Regions from separate parts of the Mus musculus genome. Here region 1 is linked to region 2. A link is a contact called in public HiChIP or PLAC-seq data. All regions are on one chromosome and are shown on one strand. The core of a region is the stretch at or near the end of the contact, and the rest is flanking DNA. Distances in the headings are between cores, read along the strand shown.

The links. HiChIP or PLAC-seq counts read pairs in DNA pulled down with a chosen protein or histone mark.
Region 1: a contact with region 2 is called in an HNF4G HiChIP or PLAC-seq map of pancreatic cancer cells. The contact joins two enhancer-like sites. A contact is called at or near these places in 14 of 39 promoter capture datasets (the 3T3-L1 cell line, 3T3-L1-derived adipocytes, Sertoli cells and 7 more), 1 of 115 datasets of contacts at active chromatin or transcription factors (pancreatic cancer cells) and 2 of 9 other capture datasets (liver and macrophages).

The regions. Positions count from the first base shown.
Region 1 is chr1:88,554,986-88,559,193 of GRCm38.p6, forward strand. It overlaps Gm19589 (predicted gene, 19589), which reads left to right. Exons shown (of 6, transcript NR_037971.2): 2 at 172-267; 3 at 1,340-1,790; 4 at 2,224-2,333. Among named protein-coding and RNA genes, the nearest start is that of Gm19589, 5.6 kb to the left of the region's middle. Within about 2 kb of position 1,641, at least 33 of the 459 cell types and tissues checked have an H3K27ac peak or open chromatin away from gene starts, as enhancers often do. A contact at or near this core is called in pancreatic cancer cells, where this site is marked.
Region 2 is chr1:88,391,472-88,395,574 of GRCm38.p6, forward strand. No RefSeq gene overlaps it. Among named protein-coding and RNA genes, the nearest start is that of Spp2, 13 kb to the right of the region's middle. Within about 2 kb of position 2,375, at least 6 of the 459 cell types and tissues checked have an H3K27ac peak or open chromatin away from gene starts, as enhancers often do. A contact at or near this core is called in pancreatic cancer cells, where this site is marked.

The DNA.
Region 1 (4,208 bases), core at 391-2,890, 160 kb after region 2:
ATAATGCAAAACATATTCAGTCTATCTCTATAATTTTTATGGCACCAGCATTACTTAAAAATCTCAAGTTTATAGACTCAAGGCAACCTCTTAGCTATTAATATGAACTCCTGTAAGATTCTAAGACATTGCAATGTATGATGTCACATAATAAATGTTGTTTTCCAAAAGGGAGGAATGAAGCACAGAAATGAAGTGTATGATCTAAGCAAGACAGAAAGCCAGCAGGGCAAGCATCTTGTACCTCTGGGTCCACTAGAGTACAAGGTATGTAGTGGTGGGATATAAGGTCTGAATGTATTATACAACCCCCCTCTCTGACCTTGCCTGTCGCAGTCCACATGGCCCCTCTCGTAGGCTGTCTTAGCAGACTTTTCATATTCCTGGCATCCCTGACTTCCTGGGGTCTCAATTATAGTTCCTCACCTCAGCCTCTGAGAGACTGCTTGTGGGCCACCTAATCCTGCCATGTATTGTCTTCCTTCCCAATATTCCTTTTAAACCTCTGTGGAAATCTCCATGACCCTATAACTCTTGAATCCTAAATGGCCAAAAGACCAGGATCCCATATATTTGGCAAGATGAACCACCAGCTTAAAAAGTAACCAGGCTTCCTTAAACCACTGCACTATCAGCGTCTGAGTGACTGTTTATCTGACCATAGTGAAACAAACCTGAGAAAAGCCTAGGGGTGGTGCCACACACTGTGGGCTACAGCCTTCTACCCACATCAATCCTCAACCAAGATAATTCTCACAGACATGACTACAGACCAACTTGGTGCAGATAATTCTTCAACGGAGGCTCCTTCTTCCCAAGTCACTCTAGGTTGTATTGGGGTTGACAATTTAAAAAGAAACCATGACAACAACATCTTTCCAGGGCACACCTGTAACTTAAATTCACTAACTAGGCCTCGCCTTCTACTTTGAATTCACATTACTTAATTCATCAGGCAGGTGAGAACCCTCAGAATCCAATCACTTCTCTAAAGCCCATTAGCTGGCTAACAAATGTAAGCCATAACAATACTAGCCTTTGTTCGGGGAAGAGGAGAGAGGGGTGGGGGGAGAGAGAGAGAGGTTTCTTTTCCTTTTTTTAAAGATTTATTTATTTATTATATATAAGTACACTGTAGCTGTTTTAGACACACCAGGAGAGGGCGTCAGATCTCATTATGGATGGTTGAACTCAGGACCTTTGGAAGAGCAGTCAGTTCTCTTAACCGCTGAGCCATCTCCCCAGCCCGAGAGGTTTCTTTTCTATAGGAACAAAAATCAAGGACCCCTTGCAAAAGAATTAAGAACCAAAGACAAGAAGAAACAACTTTTCTTTTCAGGAGTTCTTTTTATGAAGAGGAAAAGCAATACAATAAAAGAAGTGATGGAGGATTGGATTTTATTAAGAACATATTGAGAGTGTTCCTGGGATTGGATGTTACGGGCATGGTAACTGTAGCTGGTGGAGAAAAAAGCAGACAGTGCCAGCACCTGAGGGAGGGCTGGCGTCGAGGACCGAATTGGAAGGGTTGATTGTGGCAATGAGACATCACTATGATTGGGAGTCGTGTAGCCCACAGCCTGGACAATTGCCTGCAGTATCTCTGCAACTTCCTGTGAGTCAGAGGACGGAGGGGAGAACAGAGGCAGAAGAGGGTGACTGAGCCAGCACACTGTCCTCTGCAGCTTTGGGAGTCACGCCTGTGTGTGCCCGAGCTCCGCCGCCAACCAGCTTCCCTATCTTTGGGCAAGCTATTTAGACGTTGTGGTTCCTTGCTTCATCATCCATAGGTGAGTCAAATAATCTATGTGCCACAGGGCAAGCATGCCAGTGACATAAGATGGTATATGGAATGCTCAGGGCCCAAGAGTTTAGGACATTGGCTACTGGCATCCTCCCTGGGTTGAGGCCACTCAGTGCAGTGGAAGGTGACTGCACGTAGCTGTCAACTGAGTAGAAGGGGTTTCCAAGACTAGGAGGAAGGCCAACTTTCAATCCACTGTTATTATATAGAGTGTTTGCACTCTACATGACTTTAAGGCCACAGGAATCAATCCCACCTTATTCATTCCTTCACATTTCTCTAGTCACAGCCGCCATAATATTGCCATGCTTAGAGAGTCCTTGGGAAAAATAAGGAAAAGAGCAGGAGATCAACTCAAGAAAAACTTCTTTAAATAGTCTCCAAACCAAACCCATCTGCCCCTTGCCTCTTCCTCACAGAGTCCACCTAGTGACCCTGTGGACCCAGGAGCATCAGGGCTCTGGACTTGAAGCATCTATTTGGCATAGTGAAAATCTACATGTTTTCTTCACTGGACTCTTTGGAAATGGTGAGACAATCTCCCCCATCACATTCCTTAACATTAGATCTCAAATTTAATTGCTTAGACTCAAATCTCCAGTGAGGGCCTCCTCAGTCCTAGGAGACTCAGACCAGTCAGTCTGTAGGATCTGGATCCAAAAAGTTAAGTGTAGGTGACATGCTATTAAGGTGTTGAAACTAGATTGGTCAGGATCACCCTGTCCACAGGTAAGGTGAGATAATTTATTCTTCCATCATTTTGGTTCCCGTTCTAGTTCATCACCTGCCCATGTCATCTGGGTGGCTCCATGTCTCTTCCCCTTCCAAAGGACTGTCTTGATGGAACCTGAGCTTTGTCTTGTGACATAGTTGCAAGAATCATGGGTAGTTTCCTCACCTTTGATACCCTGACTCATTCTCCTCATAAACATAACTTTTCTCCATTATGCTTTTAACCCCTATTCTACTAACCCAAATATAGTTTTCCCTCTAAATACAGTGAAGGCTAAAAGAAGAAATTAAATAGCCTATGTGAGGGACAGATGCAACAGGCACGTGTTCTCCTTCAGTCATTTTCCACGATGCCTCACGAAGGCTTATTGATGCACATCACCTCAGGGTACTGACAAGGAGCCTATGCATCCCATTAGCCTCTTGGAGTTTCTGCCATGGAAGTACCTTACCCTTCCTCAACTCATGTATGTTTCTTCTTCCCATTTCTTCAGTGCCAGTGTGCAGTGGGGCACACAGCACTCATTTCATGGTTTTGCAAGAGGACATCTCCTTAAATTTGGGGCCCATGAGACTCTTCTACTTCATCCAAGATCTGGCTTTACTTGACCTTCCTCAACCTGAGTCTTCCTTATGCCCACCCTCTCTTCTCATTCTGAAGAGCACCACACAGGCTTTCTAGATCTCCAGAAGAGAATAAATGGCCTTAGAAGAAACTGTATGTTCCAAAGCCAGCTATGACATCATCTCACTTACCCTCTCTTGCAACTTCTGCCTTGCTAACTAGAACCCTTAAGCACAGCCTGAAGGCACCATATAGAAAGTTCAACTTCCTGGTCCTACCATGTTCTGTGAAAGCCCAAACCTTGGCCCTTATTGGTTGTGCTAGTTAGTTTTAATTGACAACTTGACATGACTAGAATTACCTGGGGAAAGAGTCTCAAAGAGCAATTGTCTAGATCAGGTTGGCCTGTGTGTGAGCCACTATGGGTGACACCATTCCCTAGAAAGTGGCCGGGGGTTGGAGGTGGGGAGTGAGCTGAACAAGGGGATACATTCATTCACTGCTTTCTGCTTTTGACTGTGGGTTGATGTGAACAGTCAGTTGTAAGAAGAGTTCCTACTTCCTTGGCTTCCCTACAGTGGTGATCTGTAACCTGGAACTGTAAGCCAGATAAACCTTTCTCCCTTAAGTTGCTTTTGTTGTGATATTTCATCCCAGCAACAGGAAATGAAGCTAAAACACTGGGGAAATGGGAGGAAGGTTCCAGAGGTCTAATGGGGACCCAGCTCACCCTAACTCTTACAGACTTCACTGTTCCAGTCCATCCTCCACCCACACTATATGAGAGACCAGCCCCTGGATCCTTCCCTAATGCCCTCAAGGAACTGGGAGAGATAATGTCATCCCTGATTGTTCCAAAATCTTTGCTATGGATTAATAATTAAGCCTGATAGCCATCTGCCAGGCACTGATTTCCCCACCAATTGCAACTTCAGTACAAAGAACTGGAGGAATTCTGATGTCCTTTCATTCTCTGGGGCTCTCAGTGGTAAATATAGAGGAATAAATACAAAGCAAATAAAATTAGTATTGACAGAAAAGAATGAGCTGAAGATATTGAGCATAAACTTACTGACCTTTCCTTTCTAGAAAAAAAAAGGAAGATTT
Region 2 (4,103 bases), core at 1,125-3,624:
ACATCTTGAACCGTATACACAATTCAGTGAGAGCAAACTGGGAGCATGGAGGGAATTTCAATCTCAGAGTGGACCTGTACTTTCTCCATCAAGACCACACGCCTCCCCCAAATATCACCAGCTGGAGACCAAGAGTTCAAAGCCACCACAGTAGGTGTCACTTGTGTAGGCACCCATCTGTCACCTAAAGGTGTTTAGCTTCACTGATTCAGAGCCACATGCCCCATTATGTCACCAGTGTTTTGAGAGGTTACAGGGGTTCAGATGTAGGCTTCTCAGCAGCCTAGCAGATTACCCTGGGCTAACGGCTTTCTTTCATCCTCAAACACACTCTGCCAGAGAGCCACCTGTGCCCAGCATGGGACTGGAGCTGCTGGATATAGCTATGACCCTGCTAGCATTCCTGAGTCCTTCTGCTTCTAAGGGACGTTCCACCCCCATCCCAGGAGGAATCAGGCAAATGTATCCTGATCCACCTGCTTCTTTGTGGTCCACGGGTCATGTGGTTGTCATGAAGGAGACGTAGCACTCCTGAGACCACTCCTGAGATGACCCAGACACTCAGAAGCCTCTGTACCACTAAAAGGAGCAAGTGGTGGAGAAATGGAAGAAGAGGAGAAGCAGAGGAATGGGGCACAATGAAGAGAGGCAGGAACTAGAGTCTTGAGGGCAGCGAGGAACAGCCTGATGTGAGTAGTTGGCAATGTTACCCAGGACCATGGTGGGGTCATGGCCTGTGCTGCAACCGGGGAGGGGCACATATCTGGGTCTATGGCTCTGCAGCAGTAGGGGGTCTGTTATCACCAAAGGCCGGGCAGATAGATGTCCCTGGTCTGGGCTATCATTCTGAGACATGTTGATGTCTGACGGCTTTGCAGAACGGGCTCCACTCCTCACCTGAGCATTGTGGGAGAGCTGGCCCTTGGGAGTATGAGAGTGGGTAAACTGGCCCTGCCTCTAGCCAGCTGTAGTACTCGGAGTATGGCCCACACACTGAGAGTGAGATAGCCCCCAGGATGCAAGCATAAGCCCTGCTGTTTGTCTCCTGTATGGTGACATGGATGAGAGAGAGAGATAACCCTTTCCCCTGCCTTCCTTCTCACCACCTGCAGCAGGCAACAGACCTGGCCCTGAGATCATTAGAGCAGACGAGTTCTGTCTGTCCCTTACCAGCTGTAGCATTCGAGAGTGCAGGCACTGCACCTTGCCAGGGCACAACAGTAGAGCTGATCTTGGCAGTAGATGGGTGTGTGTGTGTGTGTGTGTGTGTGTGTGTGTGTGTGTGTGTGTGTGTGAAACTGAGTGTGTGAGCTTAGGAGATCTGGCTCCACAACTTGTCTGCCTTGCAGTGACGTGGGTGGGTGAGTGGGAGTATCACCCCTGAGTCCATACCATCTATGGCAGGCAGGAGAATTGGCCCGAGGTCATCAAAGCAGGAGGGCTGTCCCTGCCTCTCAGTTGCTATAGCTCTCTGGAGAGCAGGCCCTGCATCTCACTTGAAGAGCACAGTAGAGCTGGCCCTGTATAGGGTTGCAGGTGAGCCAATACCATGGGTGTGAGTATGGGAGAACCGGCCCTGCCTCTTGTCTACTGGACAGTGGTGCAGATGAGGGATGTGGGAGAGACACCCTCCTCTTCTCCTTCACCCCTCACTATCTATGGTGGGCAGGAAAGACAGTCCCAGGGTCATAAGAGTGGGAGAATTGACCATGTCCTTCACCAACTACAACACTCAGGAGAGTGGGTCCTGCGTCTCACTGGGGCAACAGAGCAGAGCTGGCCTTGGTTGCAGGGGTTGGTGGTGGTGAGATGCCCTGAGGGCATGATAATAGAAGAGCCTTTGAGCTGACCAGCTCATATACCTCTCAGATCCAAGGTTTTGAAAGGGCTCATCCCAACATGTACCCCATCAGTGAACGGCTGGAGTGCATGAAGGGGCTGGTCCTACAGGTTCAAAACTACAGGATCTCCATGACACAGGGCAACAACAGTGAATCCGAGAGGAGTCCCAGCGAGGGTCCAGTATTGATAGACTAGCAGAAGCCAGAGGCCTCACACCAGACAGATGAGTCATTGCGATGAACATTTGCAAACAAAGAAGTGTGGACAAAAGGGTGAACTGTGGGACACACTGTGACACACCACAGCTTCCACAGAAAGAATTTTTTCTCTGTTCGGGGGAAGGTTTCAAGGGTAGAGGGCAGGTATGAGGGGAGGGGGAGATGAGTGGGATTAGGTGCATAGTGTGAAATTCACAACGAACCAATTAAAAGTAGAAGGAAAAAAACAAAACCAAAACCAAAGACAGTATCCAGATCTGGGCTGAATTAAGGCTCAGGCAAGAGTACTTGCCCAGTATGTCCAGTATGCATGAGATCCCAGGTTGGCCTCTACCACTGCATTCATACATGCACAGCACACGCAGATCAGGAGAGCACACAGAATTTTCTAGAACATGGCCACGTTGTGCCAGGCAATGAGGTCCTACCTATGTCTGCATCATGCTGAGAGACATGTCCCTAGGACTCAGGGTGGAGGCTGACTTCTCCTCATCAGTGGATCACCACTGATTGCACCCAGTGTCCTAATTCATGGTATTGGGGATTCAGTAGCCCTGCCTTATCTCTGTAGGCTCATTGTGTGACATCCCCTGCCTATCTCACTTCAGGGCAGCTGCCTGGGCATAAAAATCATGGTAGTTGCCTTAGAGTCCTCTTGCCCTATGCTCAGTAGCATGTCCTCCTAGGAGGAGCTGACCACTACCCACGCAAGTGCTCCATACCCTGGGAAGACCAAGCTGCTAGTGCTGCACTACCTCCTTGTAGATTTCCCTCTCCTTTGTTTCATATCTTGGGGGATCTTCTAGAAGAAACTGTAGAGACTCTCTCAGTGATGGGGCAAGTTGCCTTCACTGGGAGCTTCTCTGATGAGGAGATCATGCAAGTAGCCTGTGTTGATTTTCTTGTCTGTAGAATGGCCTCCTTTCCTTGGAGGGGTGAGAAGATTAGATGAGGTAGCCTGGGAGGCTCTGAAATCTCAGCATGGCACTTTGTGCATAGCTCATGTCCCCATTCCTTACTTCTATCAGCCTTTACTATCCCTCCTACCTGAAGTCTCTGACCCCCCCCCACACACACACACACACAAAACCCTGCATGCTTCTGCCAGAGTCCAACTTTAGAGTCACTCCCTCCAAGCAGCCTGTCTTGAGAACTTCTGCCTGCAGAGCAGCCTCTGGTACCTCTGTCTTGTGGAACCTCCCTAATGCCTTTACTCATGGTACCCATACCTCATGCTAAATGAAAACTTCAGCACCTTGACAGACCTATAACCCATTCCCCATCTGCCGTCCTGGTTGGGAGGCTGTGGTTATTGGTCCTCAATATATTCTGTTTAGACTGCCCCTCCCCCTGGAGGGCTGTGGAGTTCTTGAGGGAGAGCCATCATCCAGCTGGCTTGTTCTGTTCTTTCTGTATGGACACTGCAGGCACCCAGTAAGGATTGCGTGCTTGAACAGCACCATTCTTCAGCATGCCCTGGGATGCCCCCAGGCCCTTGTTCCTTCTCTCTCTCTCTCTCTCTCTCTCTCTCTCTCTCTCTCTCTCTCTCTCTCTCTCTCTCTCTCTCTCTCTCTCCCTCCCTCCCTCCCTTCTTCCCTCTTGCCTACTTGAAATATTTCTTAGCACATCCTATTTCCTTGTGTTTCCAGTCCATGAGTTCTTCCTCACATGAGGATGGAAGCAAGTCTGTGGATTTGATGACAACCCTGCCAGCCTGTCTGTGAGCTTTGTGATCACTGTGGATGGTCATGTGGTAAGGTTCTCTAGAACCAATGGAAAGTGTCTTTGGAATGGGATTTATTAAACTGAGAAGCCCCACAATAGGTTTGCAGTTTCACCCAGAGTCCTATCTTAGGAACCAGGGTTGAGAGGGCTCAAGTTCCAGTCTAGGGGCCAGGAGAGGTCAATGTTGAAGCAAGAGAGAAAGAGAGAGAGAGAGAGAGAGAGAGAGAGAGAGAGAGAGAGAGAGAGAGAGAGAGAGAACCACCTCTCTCTCTCTTCCTTCTCAGATCTTATAGGGATAGATGATGTCCTCCACCCCAT